2 separate regions of the Rattus norvegicus genome follow, and region 2 is linked to region 1. Evidence: chromatin contacts called from public Hi-C data. All regions are on one chromosome and are shown on one strand. The core of a region is the stretch at or near the end of the contact, and the rest is flanking DNA. Distances in the headings are between cores, read along the strand shown. Region 1 holds the start of Kpna4 (karyopherin subunit alpha 4). Region 2 overlaps LOC120100841 (guanine nucleotide exchange factor MSS4-like).

Region 1 (6,317 bases), core at 2,240-4,739:
CAATTTCAAAATAAACAGCCATTTTCTTCAGACCCCCCAAGTCATAAGTCAGAAGCTTCTAGGAATAAAATGACATGAAGTCCCCTAGGCCCAGTCAACACACTCCCCTACCCCCCCCCCAGAGAAAATACAAGATGCCACTATATTATCCCATTTTCTGCTACTGTAACAAAATATTTTAGCCTGGCTTCTTCCTAAAGGAAAGAGGTCTCATGGTTTTGGAGCCATTCAAATGCACTATACTGATTCTGGTAAACTTTCCTCCCACTATGACCGATGGAATCAGTGATGGAGCGATGGAGGTGTGAGAGGAAGATCTTACGGTTAGACAGTAAATGAAACAAAATTGTCTAGTCGGGCTTGTCCTTTTTATAACAACTCTCTCTTGTGAAGTACAAAGGGTCTCCCAAGAACTCTCTTCATCTTTTCTTAGGAAAATTCCTCTGAGAGAGGGAACCATGGTTCATTACATGATCACTGACATAGTACACACAAACTATAGTGGCTGACTATGATTTGGTGTTTTTCTCTCTTCAAAAAACCAGCGCAACTGTAACGAATATAAACTATAATTTAGTAAGATCTAGCAATGGATTCTTCCCTTTACTTAATAATACTATGTGCCATTCTTGTTTTGCTCAAATAATCACAAACCCTTAGGACAACCCACCCCCCCTCTCTCCTCTTTACACCAAAATTTTCTTATCCTAAACCCACCCTTCCCTTCTTTCATTTTATTTTTGAAACAGGCTCTTGCTCTGTAACCTAGTCTCACAGAGAGCTCAGACTCATATATTTCCAAGTGCTGACATCACAGGTATGGTTTACCACACTTAGATCTCATGTGTTTTCTTTCAGACACAGGATCTCTCAAGTGTCTGCAGACTGGCTTCAGAATTCTGGAGCTTACTGTCCAAGTCTCCTACATCTGGGGACTATAGCATACACAACTATTAACTGGTTTAGTTATATTTTAAAATATACTAGTGCCCAGCATGTAAATCCAGTATTATTTCAACTAAATCAATCTTTGGAGTATAAAAATATATGAGGGAGAGAGTCCCCAAGTATGGGACCTGAGTTAGTTCCACAGCAAAGCCAGTGCAGGCGTCTATGCTTGATCCCAGCACTGGGAGGCCAGCACTGGGAGGTGGAGGCAAGTGGACAAGGCAGTTCATCTTAGATGATGAGCTTCTGGTTCAGTGAGAAACCTTGTCTCAGGGCCATAGGGTGGAGAGTAGTAACGATGTGAGACCTCATTTTTTTTAAAGATTTATTTATTATATATAGTACACAGTAGCTGTCTTCAGACACTCCAGAAGAGAGCATTAGCTCTCATTACTCATTGGTTGTGAGTCACCAGGTGGTTGCTGGGATTTGAACTCAGGACCTATAGAAGAGCAGTCAGTGCTCTTAACCACTGAGCCACCTCTCCAGCCCAATGTGGGACCTCTTTCTCTGTCCTCATTTGCACAAAGATGTGTATACCGAAATATGTCTACATACCACCCACACAAAATGAACTTCGTCTGAATTTTAAGTTCTGAATTCAACTTACATTCAAATTAACCTTTGGTGTGAATTACTTCCAAAGAGTTTGTTTGCCAAGGCCAGCAGAAAGTATGCAAAATACCAAAGACTATTTGAAAGGCATTACTCTGTATCTAAAGGGTTTAGTTTCCACCATTCCTCCCATTATAACTAATCTTCAAGAGACTCCTATCCTGTGGTTCTCTTTATCCCTCATTCCCGAAAGAACTTTATCCTGTCTAATCCATTGTCTTTGTATTATACTTTTAAAAAAACACCCTCCTTTGACTTTAAACGTGTTTATGAAATATTTGCACCCTAAACGTTCATTTCTGCCCAAACAAAATATGCCAGAAAGAACCAGAAGCCAAAAGTTCCCAAGGGGTTTTGTAATAGGGTCTTTTGCAAAGTTCAAACACATTTAGCTTCCTCGTTCCTTCTGACTCCGAATTGCCACTGCTTCAGAAAATCACACACATTTGAGGAACTAATATTTGGTAAATGAACACAAATTCGTTTGTTTGTTTGTTTGTTTGTTTGTTTGTTTTTAGACAGAGTATTATGATGTAGCTCAGGTTGGCCTCAAACTCATATTCACCTGCCTTTGCTAGGTTTAAAGTATGGACCACCATGCTCAGCTTAAATATAATTTTGAAAGCATTTCCTCACTCTTTTCTGAACCTCGAGCCTCCAGCATAATTAGCCCCTTCTAATGAGTTGTAGCTCTATTTTTTATCTTGACATGAATGCGGGAGAGGAGAGGGGGAGTATCACTAAACTGCTCAGAGTGGCTTTGGACTCTTGGTCTGGCTGGCCTTGCTCTTGGGATACTTCTTTAACTGCTCCTCCTCACGCCCAGTAGCTAAGATTACAAACCGCGTCACCAGTCCGGAGCTCTTCTGAAAAATTTGAGAGGCTTTTTTGTATCTGTTTTACTTCCGCCTTTGGTTACAATGTTCCTGGTTAAGAGGTATCTTTGGGATTAACTTCCTTTATCAAGAGTCACAATGTTGCATTTGCTATGTCAAGGATCATAGTCGTCATTCTCTATAAATTAATACTTTGTGATCAAGCAGTTTAATTTTCCAAGAGAAACTGGCCAAAAAGGCAATTAGTTTCTACCTGTTGCAGGAACTTGGTCAGAGGCCCCTTTCCTTTTCCTACCCGGTCCCTCTAGTTTTCCCTTCAGTTTTCTGAATGCACATCGCCCTAGCCAGTCCTAGTCCCGATGCCTAGCCCTAGGATGGTTCGCAGTTCCCTGGACAGGACTCAGGGTTTAGGACTCGGAATGGAGCTTAGACACACCTCTTTGCCTTCCAAAGTGAATGAAGCGCTCAAGTAACACCGGAGGAGAAAAGAACGAAGTTCAGAACCCCAGTACCCAAGGCTACCCGGACAATCGTACCACCATAACCAGGACCACTATACCCTCCCCAGGACCACCCTCTCCCGGGTCTGCTTCTCTTTGGCTGCCTCCGGTTTCTCCCTTGGCGCGCGGCCCCTCCCCTCCCAAGCCTCTGCGCCCCGGCCCTTTCCTGCCCCAGACTCTCCCTTCCCCTTTCCTTTCGCTCTTCCGCCCCCGCTCTCCATCGCCCCTTTTGATTGGCCAAGCACGCCGGAGCCCGGCCGGCCAATAGGCGGACCGGGTTGGCGACGATGGGCGTGGCCGCAAAGCCGGGCCCTCAGATCGAGGCTGCCTCCCCCTCTCAGCCGGCAGCACATTCCGCCGCCGTTGCCGCCGCCGGCCCCGCAGTCGTCTTCGCCAGAGCTGCTGTGGTACCCGGGCTCAGGGCAGGCGAGGGCAGCCAAGGAGCGGAGGCCGGGGAGGCCGGGCGAGAGGAAGGGAGCGGACGGGCGGGCGGCGCAGGCGGCGGCCGGCTTCCTGGGAGCGTCGGTGCGGCGCGGTGGTTGGGGCGGATCCCGCGGGGCCCGGGCGGGGGGGGAGAGTCGCCGGCCCGGCCATGGCGGACAACGAGAAATTGGACAACCAACGGCTCAAGAATTTTAAGAACAAAGGCCGCGACTTGGAGGTACAGTGGGGTCTGCGGCCTCCGGCCCCGGCGGGACGCGGGGTTCGTACGGAGTCGGGCGGGCGCGGCGGCCGGCATGGCGCTGGGCGGGCGGGCGAGCGGCCGTGACGCGGGCGCCGCGCCGGGAAGTTTGTGCCGGGCCTGCTCCGCCTCCGCCGGCGACAGCGCCCGGGCCCGCCGGGTGCGGCCTAGGCCTGTTCTGCCGAGCCGGCCAGACACGAGTGCGGGCGGCCGGAATATCGGCTGCGGCGGAGGCCCAGCAGCGGCGGAAGCTCCGGCTCTGCTCCGGCCCCGACGCCAAGCGTCGCGGGCGGAGGGCGATGGGGGAGCGAGCGGCGACCTCGTAACTTCTCAGGGCCTAAGACGCTTCCACGTTCAGGAGGTTTTTCTAATCACCCCGACTCTGGTTTTACTCCAACGTCCAAACTACAGGAGTCAACTTCTCCGCTGGAAAGAAAAAAAAAAAGCACCCCCGCCTCTCGCGGGGGTCCTGGTGATGCTAGCAGTGCCTTCCAGCGGCCTGGGTTTCACTCTGGTCCTAGCTGATTCAAGATGTAGCTCACGATGTGCCCTTTTCCAGTCAAAGGATCGCCTATCCCCAACCCCTTATTTGAGCCTGTCCACAGATCTTTTTACTCCTCTCGGAGAAGAGATCACCAGTTTGCATTCTTACATAGAAAGCCCAAAGGGTTATTCAAAGCTGTCATCCTCTAGTCTTCAGTATTCTTTCCCTCCACCTCCTGGTGGTGATGGCAGTGAGGAATCGGGTAGGCTGTGGACTGACACCATCACGTATTATTTTAAAAGGGAAAAGAAGGCTTCGTTGTCATAGACACAGCTACTTCCAAGGTTCGATGTATTAAACACACAGTTTCTTTCCATTGTGACTTTTTTTTTAAACATAGGGAATTATTTTTTAAAACACAAGGCGTTCTAAGCTTAGAGTTTAGCTTCTTATCCCCATGTGTTCTTGTAACTGATCTTCAGACTGCTGTGGTCCGTTTCTGAACTTGAGCATTTGCGGGCTAGAGATGGCAACTTTTGTTTACTTTTCCCAATGCCATTCAGTCTTTTAATGTAGTTTGCACTGTTTTAGCTTATTGCAGTAGTTAGAACTGTATGTTCCAGGGTGTGTGTTCCCAGAGCTCGTTTGACGGTTAATGAAGCTTTGTGATCATTTTTTATAGTGAAAGAAATTTTTAAAATAATTTTTTTGGATTTATTTTATGTATAGGGGTGTTTTGTCCGGATGTGTGTGTGTGCATCCATGTGTGTGCCTGGTGTCCAAGGAGGCCAGAGGACAGTGGCCCATCCCCTGGAAGTGGAGTTACAGCCAATTGTGAGCTGCTATGTGGGTGCTTAGAACTGAACCACTGAACCATTTCTTCAGCTCCCAAATTTAATATTTTTATTGGAGTAATTTATATGTAACAGAAGCCAACTTTTTAAATGTATAATTCATAGTTGTCATTAAATTTGTATGTTGAACAATGCTGATTTATTTTTACTAATAAAAATATTTAGAATGGGAAAATCACAAGTTAGGAAATATAAAACTGATAAATACTGCAAAGTTAGAAATTTCAGAAAAATATCAGGTAGCCAACCAATCTAATTCTTTTGCTTCCTATTTCTAACAGGTTCCTTGAAATGTGATTTACATGCTATACAATTCACCCAGATAAAGTGTTTGGGTTTTTTTTTTAAAGATTTATTTATTGTATGTATGAGTGCACTGTCACTGTCTTCAGACACTCCAGAAGAGGGCATCTGATTCCATTACACATGGTTGTGAGCCACCATGTGGTTGCTGGGAATTGAACTCAGGGCCTTTGGAAGAGCACAGTGCTCTTAACTGCTGACCCATCTCTCCAGTCCATAAAGTCGTTTTTAATGTGTTTAAATAGTTGCACAATCAACACCTAAGTCAAATCTCCAAATATTTACTGCTCTTTAAAGAACCCCTGATATAAGTCATTCTTTCTCAGCTACTCCAGCTCAAAACAATGTTTTGATTGCCTATTCTGAATGCTTCATGTAAATAGAATGTACATTTTATGATATGTTGTGGCTACCTGACTTGAAGGTTCATCCATACTGTAACAAGAATGTTTCTTAGGTCTGAATAATGTGCTTGCCTATAGTTATACCACATTGTGTTTATATGTGTTCATCTCTATGGAACTGTGGTTAACCCTTTTTATCAGGTATATATTACTGGTATAAGCATTTATATACACATTCTTGTGTAACATGTTTACTTCTTTTGGTTACAAACCTAGAATGCTAGATGATACTGGAACTTTACATCTAACGTTTTATAGGGTTACCAGACTTACTTTCTCCCTTTCCACCCCTCCCTCTTGTTCTTTTTTTTTTGGACAAGGTCTCATTATGTAGCTGTAGCCCAGGATAGCCTTACACTCTCAATCTTTCTCCCTTATCCTCCTAAATACTATATTTTATTGGCATTATCCCTGATTCTCCCTCCCAAGTTCTGGGATTGCATGTGCCACCCCACCCTGTTTTAAGTTTTTGTGACTACCTGACAAATACACAAACACAAACACAAACACATACACACGATATTACCCTTACTATGTATTTCTTGCCACTACAGACTAATAAATACTGAATCTACCTGGCTACTATGATAGGTGACTTAAAGTTAGGTATAAATGCATATTAGACATATTTTGATATTATGTCGGTAGCCACTATCTAATGACTGGATCCATGTATGTGCATTAGAAATTA
Region 2 (6,217 bases), core at 572-3,071, 53 kb before region 1:
ACAGGAGTCTATGTGGGAAATTTGCATGCAAACCAAAATAGCTGTAAGGAGTTCTTAGAACAGCTGGGTTTGTTTGCTCTATAGCACGGACAGTTCAATATGAGAGAATAGGAGTAAAGTAGGAGAGAGTCCTTCTGCATATAAAGTTCTTGTAAGCTTCCAGAATGAAAAATACTGAAATTGGAGTCTGGAAGTGGAGGTGCACGCCTACAATTCCAGCACTTGGGATCCACTTTGGGTGGATCTCTGAATTCAAGGCCAGGCTGGTCTACAGAGTGAATTCTAGGACAGACAGGCCAACACAGAGAAGCCCTGTCTCGAAAAACCAAAAGAAAGAAAAGAAAAATTAGTTAATTTGATTATTGAAAGAATTCTCATCTGTCAGGCATATTTTTTTTCTTTTTTCTTTTTTTTTTTTTTTTTATTTCGGAGCTGGGGACCGAACCCAGGGCCTTGCGCTTCCTAGGCAAGTGCTCTACCACTGAGCTAAATCCCCAACCCCATCTGTCAGGCATATTATTAAGAAAGGTGAACCTTTCTAAAGGGGAAAGGCTGGTCAAAAGCTGCCGTATGGCCCTTCCTGATGTTGTGGTTTTATACTTGGAAGATAAATATCACATGTTTGCCTGGGTGTATGTGTGAACCATCTCTGTGCCTAGTGTCCACGGAGGCCGAATGAGAGTTTACGATCCCTGGAAGTAGAGTAACAGATGGCTATGAGCCACCATATGGATGCTGAGAACTAACCCTTCAGGAAAGCGGTAAGTGCTCTTAACCTCAGAGTCTCTCTGGGCTCATTAAGAAACTCTTAATAAACTATTCCCAGAGACAGACTACAAACTCTGTGGACCCAACAACAGATAGAAATGCACTATTGACTTGTCCATCAAACTGCCCCATTTCTGAGGGATTTATGAGCGGAGGCCACATTGAGGAGAACTGAGGGAGTCCCCTAGGCATCCCCTCAGCAGTAGGCTATTCTCTAGCTCTTTCCTCTTGTCCCACCTTTTACTTCTATCCTAGTCTGCCTGAGTAATCAGTTACTCCACCTCCAATCTATTGTGTCCAGCTTCCCTGTCCAGAGCACTAGCAATCCACCGGCCCCTATTACAAGTTCTCTTTCTTCAATCTTACTCCTATTGTTGAATAAGAGGAGATGGGAAGTCTGTATCGTGAAGGTAGGTACCTGGCCAGACGTGATATAGGATTGTCCAGGTGCCTTTCTTGAACATCTAGGGTCCCAGAAACTCAGTGGCCACCAAAGATGACCCAAGCCAGTGGCTTGTCTCACAGATTCCAAAAGCAAAGTTTGTGGAACAGAGAGTGTGTTTTAGAGATTTTATTATAGAGTCATAGATTGGAGCCTAAGAGAGAAAGAGTCATAATATCAGTTTGTGTTAGGCCTGGATATCAACCACATAGTGCACACAGCTTCTGACAAGACCCAGGCCACAGGGCAGGGAGAGAACTTTCAGAAAGACAGAATAAAGCCTGAAGCACCAGGAGAAGAAGAAAGCTTATGCTCTGGCCAGCACCCAACTAAAGACAGAAGAGAAGAAAAAGGAAAAAGTACACCTTTTCTGAGGCAGGACTCTGAACATCAGGCAGACTCAATAGAATCTCATGGTGGCTTGTAAGGACCATGCTACATGCTAGAGCAGAGAGGAATTCTGGGAAAGAAAAGAATGCTATCTCATTAAAGGGATAATTATCTCTCCTATCTTTTTTATTTAATACCATTTTCTATTTAATATTGCTTTTAGTATTGCTTAAGGTGAGCCTGCCTTCCTGAGGGTGACCCTTGGCCTGATGATTGACTGATCCAACTGGACTAACTCTTTCGGGGTGGGAGTGGTTTATCTTTCTCCAGAGACAGACTCTATTCTTTTGACAGTAGTTTTCCCTTCGTGGACCTTCAATGCTAATGTAGCAAGAAGACATGGCCTAGACAATTTTCTTTTCTTTTTCTTTTATGTCCTCCTCTGCTTTGGCTACAGCACTGAAAACTCCAGACGCCTTGCCCCAGAGAGCTCATCTCTACTGACAGGTCTCAATGGGTTGTTACATGTAAATCATATTCTTCCTGCCCCTCTGACCTGTACACCAGCTAACAGCACTTTCCCTCAACCCTAGCCTGCTTTGTTAAGTAGCCTTAGAACTAGCCATTGCACTCCATGGAGGGTTGAAAAAAGACAGCGTCACCTACACACAGTTGCCACAGGTCGGCGCAATGGCTATGGCCTATGATCCAAATCCAGCCCTTTGCCTGTTTCATAAGTTTTCCCAGAGCGCAACTGTTCAAAGCTAAGTTACATTGTTGCGATAGTGACCTGTGGGCTGGTTCCTCATAGGAAAAGTTTGTCAACCTCTCATTCAGCTTCTCCTGCCTAAAATCAAGGCCACCTCAACCCAAACTCCTGCTCTGCTGTCTCACAATCAGGAGACCTGGGCTCTCGCTACACTCGTCTTTTCATTTCTCTTTCCGAAAACCTGCATGCCTGCATTGAGGATAGAGCTGTCTTACTGAAGATGGCAGGATCTAGAAAAATGAGCACTTTTATGGAATTGGTCTTTCTATGGGCGAGTCCATACACTGGAAACCATACACCTCCTCTGACTCACCGTCTATATCATCCTAAGCATATCCGTCTGGTCATGGACTTTTAGTAATCTACCTCCTGGTGGCCAACCCCCTCCCTATGCATAGCACTCTATTCACATCCATCTTATCAGTGGACACTGCCTGACTCTCTCTGGCCATCCCACCCACAGTCAAACTTCTCCAGAGCACAGGCTCCTCCAAGGCAGCCATTCTCACCTAGGGTGCACCTCTCCCCTCAGAATCAGGGCTCCTGCCTCACTGACTGATAGCAGCAGCACTTTTCCTACTCACTCAAGACAAAGCTTGGAGTCTCTTTTACTTTGCCATTTTCCCTTCAAATTTCACACTCTACTTAAGCAGGGAGTCCTGTCAGCTCCACTTACAAGAGCTAAGAGAGGAGCCAGGCTTGTGATCTCAGCACATACATGTGGGAGGATCAAGAGTTCAAAGCTAGCCTTGTCTAAACAGGCAGTTCTTGGTCAGCCTGACCTACATGAGATGACAACGATGATGACAACGACGATGAAGAAGAAACAGTAGAGTTAGAAAGCCCAATCAACAATCCTTATGACTCCACTCCAAGTTAAAAACCAGCTGAAAACAAACAAAAAGATAAATAGGAATAAAATATTACTGTTACAACACATTACCTGACAATAGAGCTGGTATCCACACCCCATTCTTCTACCTGAAGGTAAGAAGGCAACAACATATTTCAGGCTTCTGTTCGGTCCCGACAGCGTGGACCACCGTGGACATCCGTGTTGAGCAGAGCCAAACGGTATCCTTCGATACTTCACAACATAGGAATAGGGCCAAATACATATTCTTGACATGTAGTGGTGTGTGGGTAGACCTGAAGGGTGAGCGGGAGCAGCGTGATGACATTCCCCAGTACTGCCTTCTCTGCCATCTGTCTGACACGTTCTGAAAGGGGACTGTGAAGAAAAAGATGTCAAGACTTTGTCCAATCCGTTCTTGTACTCCATTAGCTCTGACCATTAACTAGTGGTATGGCTTTTCTCTTCAGGGGACGTGATTAAAACTCCCCCCCCAACAATCTTTATCCCACCTTCACACAACTTCTCCCTTGAAGCCAGGCCTGACTCTTCTGGGAAACTGCTGGCTAGCATTTATTAAGGAGAAGGCCCTAAAATGGGTCAGAGTAATGTGTTAATTAAATTAATTCTAAAACCTTTGTCCCAAACTAGAACTTCTGCTGTTTCCCTGGCCCGCTCTCCTCCCTCATTATCCAGCGTAGCTCATCAAACACTGGCACTGAGATGGAAATAATAAAAATACGCTAATCATAAAAATGCCAGCAACAGACAAAGCTCCAGATTGAAGTGCTAGCTGCCTTCTTAAATGGGTTTTCCTGGGAGGAAATTAAAGTTAAAAATTAAAGCTGTATTCAAATTGATCCAAACATTTCAGAGGTCAACAGAATCAAAGTCCAAAAATCTCATTCCTGTGTGCTTGGGGGTTGGAAATTCAAAGAAGCTGACGTCGATCCAAGTGTTATCCATCTTGGTTTCTTGTTCTGCCTGGTCTCAGCCGTGAAGGTTTGGCTGTAGGTAGAACTAAGTAGGCTCAGCCTCCCCTGTCTTCAGTAGCACAGATCAAAGTCCTGAAGGGTTTTTGGATGATGAATACCTCATTTTCTTTTGTTTGAAGGTTTTACAGTGCACTAAAGATTATCACAGACTTGAACCAAACCTATTGCATCTAGCAACAAAGAAATATCATTGTCTAAAGCAGAATGTTTATGGAGCCCAGGTTTGTTTCATCCAAGTCACTGGCAATAATTAAATGGTACTAGATGGAAAGATGTCGGACTAAGGAAAGGAGCTTTGATTAACCTCTCCGTGATGCCAGCCAGTCCAGGGAAGTTTTCTAATGTCCAGCCTCTGCATTGATAATCTGAATCCCAGCCTGCTCTAACATGTATGTACATATCTGTTGGTGGGATTGAGGCTGACATCTCTATCTCACTCTCTTTCAAAGATAATAGAATTCAAGGCAAGGCCATCTTCTTGCAAAGTTAGAAGATTGAAGCATACATCATGAAGCTTCGTTTGCTTTCTCCTTGTTTTTCAATTTATCTGTAATCTCTAATTCCCTTTATTCTTTTGAACACCGTTCTTCCAGCACCCTGGTACTGACTGAACTCGGACCTCATCAATAACCCATAAGCAAACCTTCTTAGGAGCCTGAGCCAGAAATTGTGGTTCTGGGCTGGGGATTTAGCTCAGTGGTAGAGCGCTTACCTAGGAAGCGCAAGGCCCTGGGTTCGGTCCCCAGCTCCGAAAAAAAAAGAACAAAAAAAAAAAAATTGTGGTTCTGTCAGCAGCTGTGAGGCAGGAGCCAGAGACACTCAACTCCCCACAGCAGCCTGAACACTTCTGTTTGGAGAACTCTACTCAGGGGAAAACGTCATTCATTGTACCATTGGTAAATACAGTAGCTGTAATTCTTGGAATGATGACTAAGGGAACCCCGTGACCAATGATTCAGCCAGATGTAACCCATTCCTGGCACTGGAGGGTCTACCTGAGGGCATAAGATGTATACTTGTGCATTATCTATCTCACCATATGGTGACTCCATTTAGATTCCTTTCATATACACATACATTTACACACACACACACACACACACACACACACATACACACACACATGCACACACACATGCGCATGCACACACACATGCGCACGCACACACACACACACATACACACACACACACATATACACACACATACACTTCAGCAGCAGTAGGTTTCCACATGGCTTTTTAAGAGCCCTTTTGTGCCAATTGTCCCTGTCCATCTTCCCTTCTTTACCCGGCCTTTCTCCTCTGTGACCCCATGTAATCCTATTCTAGTTGCCTCTTTATATCTCTGGAACACTGCATTTTGTTTCTCCTTCCTTGGAAGGTCCCCTCCTTCCTGCCAGTCTCTTGCTAGCTCCATAAGCTCTCTTGTTATTTGGATGGACGGGCATACATGAAGGCTAGGGATGTTGAACATTTGAAGTGTTTTTCGGCCATTTTTCTTTCATCTTTTGAGAACTCTGTTCTGCTGCCTGCCTCATTTTACATTTGGGTTATTTCTTTTCTTGATGTTTATTTTTTTGAGTTCTTTGCATGTTCTAGATATTAATCCTCTGTCAGATGTATAATTGTATAATAGATATTTTTCTATTCTGTAGGTTGCTGCTTATCTTGAATAACAGCGTCTTTTGCTATATAGAAGTTCTGTTTGTTTGTATTTGGGGCTTTTTATTTTGTTTTGTTTGTTTTTATTTTGGTTTTTTTTTGCTTCATGGGGCCCCATTTATTAAATATTAGTGTTACCCTCCAAATCCTGATGGGAAGGCCCTATAAAGGCAGCATTCAATTATGTGATCAAACTTAGAGAAGTTGAGCTGATACCCCCTTGAAGCTTCACTTCTACAGATCAGTGTCCATGATTCTAGAAGGTACTATGCATGCTTCCAGAGGAGACAAGTAATCATCGATAACACCAAACTGTGAACCCTTGGACCTACAATAGTGACCTTCCTGCAAAACATACCTACCGGCAGGCATACTGGTGGCATAAACGTTATGGGA

Evidence for each region. Hi-C and Micro-C count contacts between places; a contact is called where the count stands out from the background.
Region 2: a Hi-C map of liver shows a contact between it and region 1, with 3 times the contacts expected there. The contact joins the enhancer-like site here to the promoter of Kpna4 in region 1. A contact is called at or near these places in 5 of 12 Hi-C or Micro-C datasets (the A7r5 cell line, kidney and liver).

The regions. Positions count from the first base shown.
Region 1 is chr2:155,687,923-155,694,239 of GRCr8, reverse strand. It overlaps Kpna4 (karyopherin subunit alpha 4), which reads left to right and starts at 3,489. Exons shown (of 17, transcript NM_001014793.1): 1 at 3,489-3,560. The coding sequence starts at 3,492.
Region 2 is chr2:155,739,580-155,745,796 of GRCr8, reverse strand. LOC120100841 (guanine nucleotide exchange factor MSS4-like) reads right to left here. Exons shown (of 4, transcript XM_039103707.2): 2 at 3,253-3,540. It overlaps Tox3l1 (TOX high mobility group box family member 3 like 1), which reads right to left. Exons shown (of 3, transcript NR_131117.1): 3 at 3,062-3,540. Among named protein-coding and RNA genes, the nearest start is that of Tox3l1, 32 kb to the right of the region's middle. Within about 2 kb of position 1,821, at least 2 of the 93 cell types and tissues checked have an H3K27ac peak or open chromatin away from gene starts, as enhancers often do. A contact at or near this core is called in liver, where this site is marked.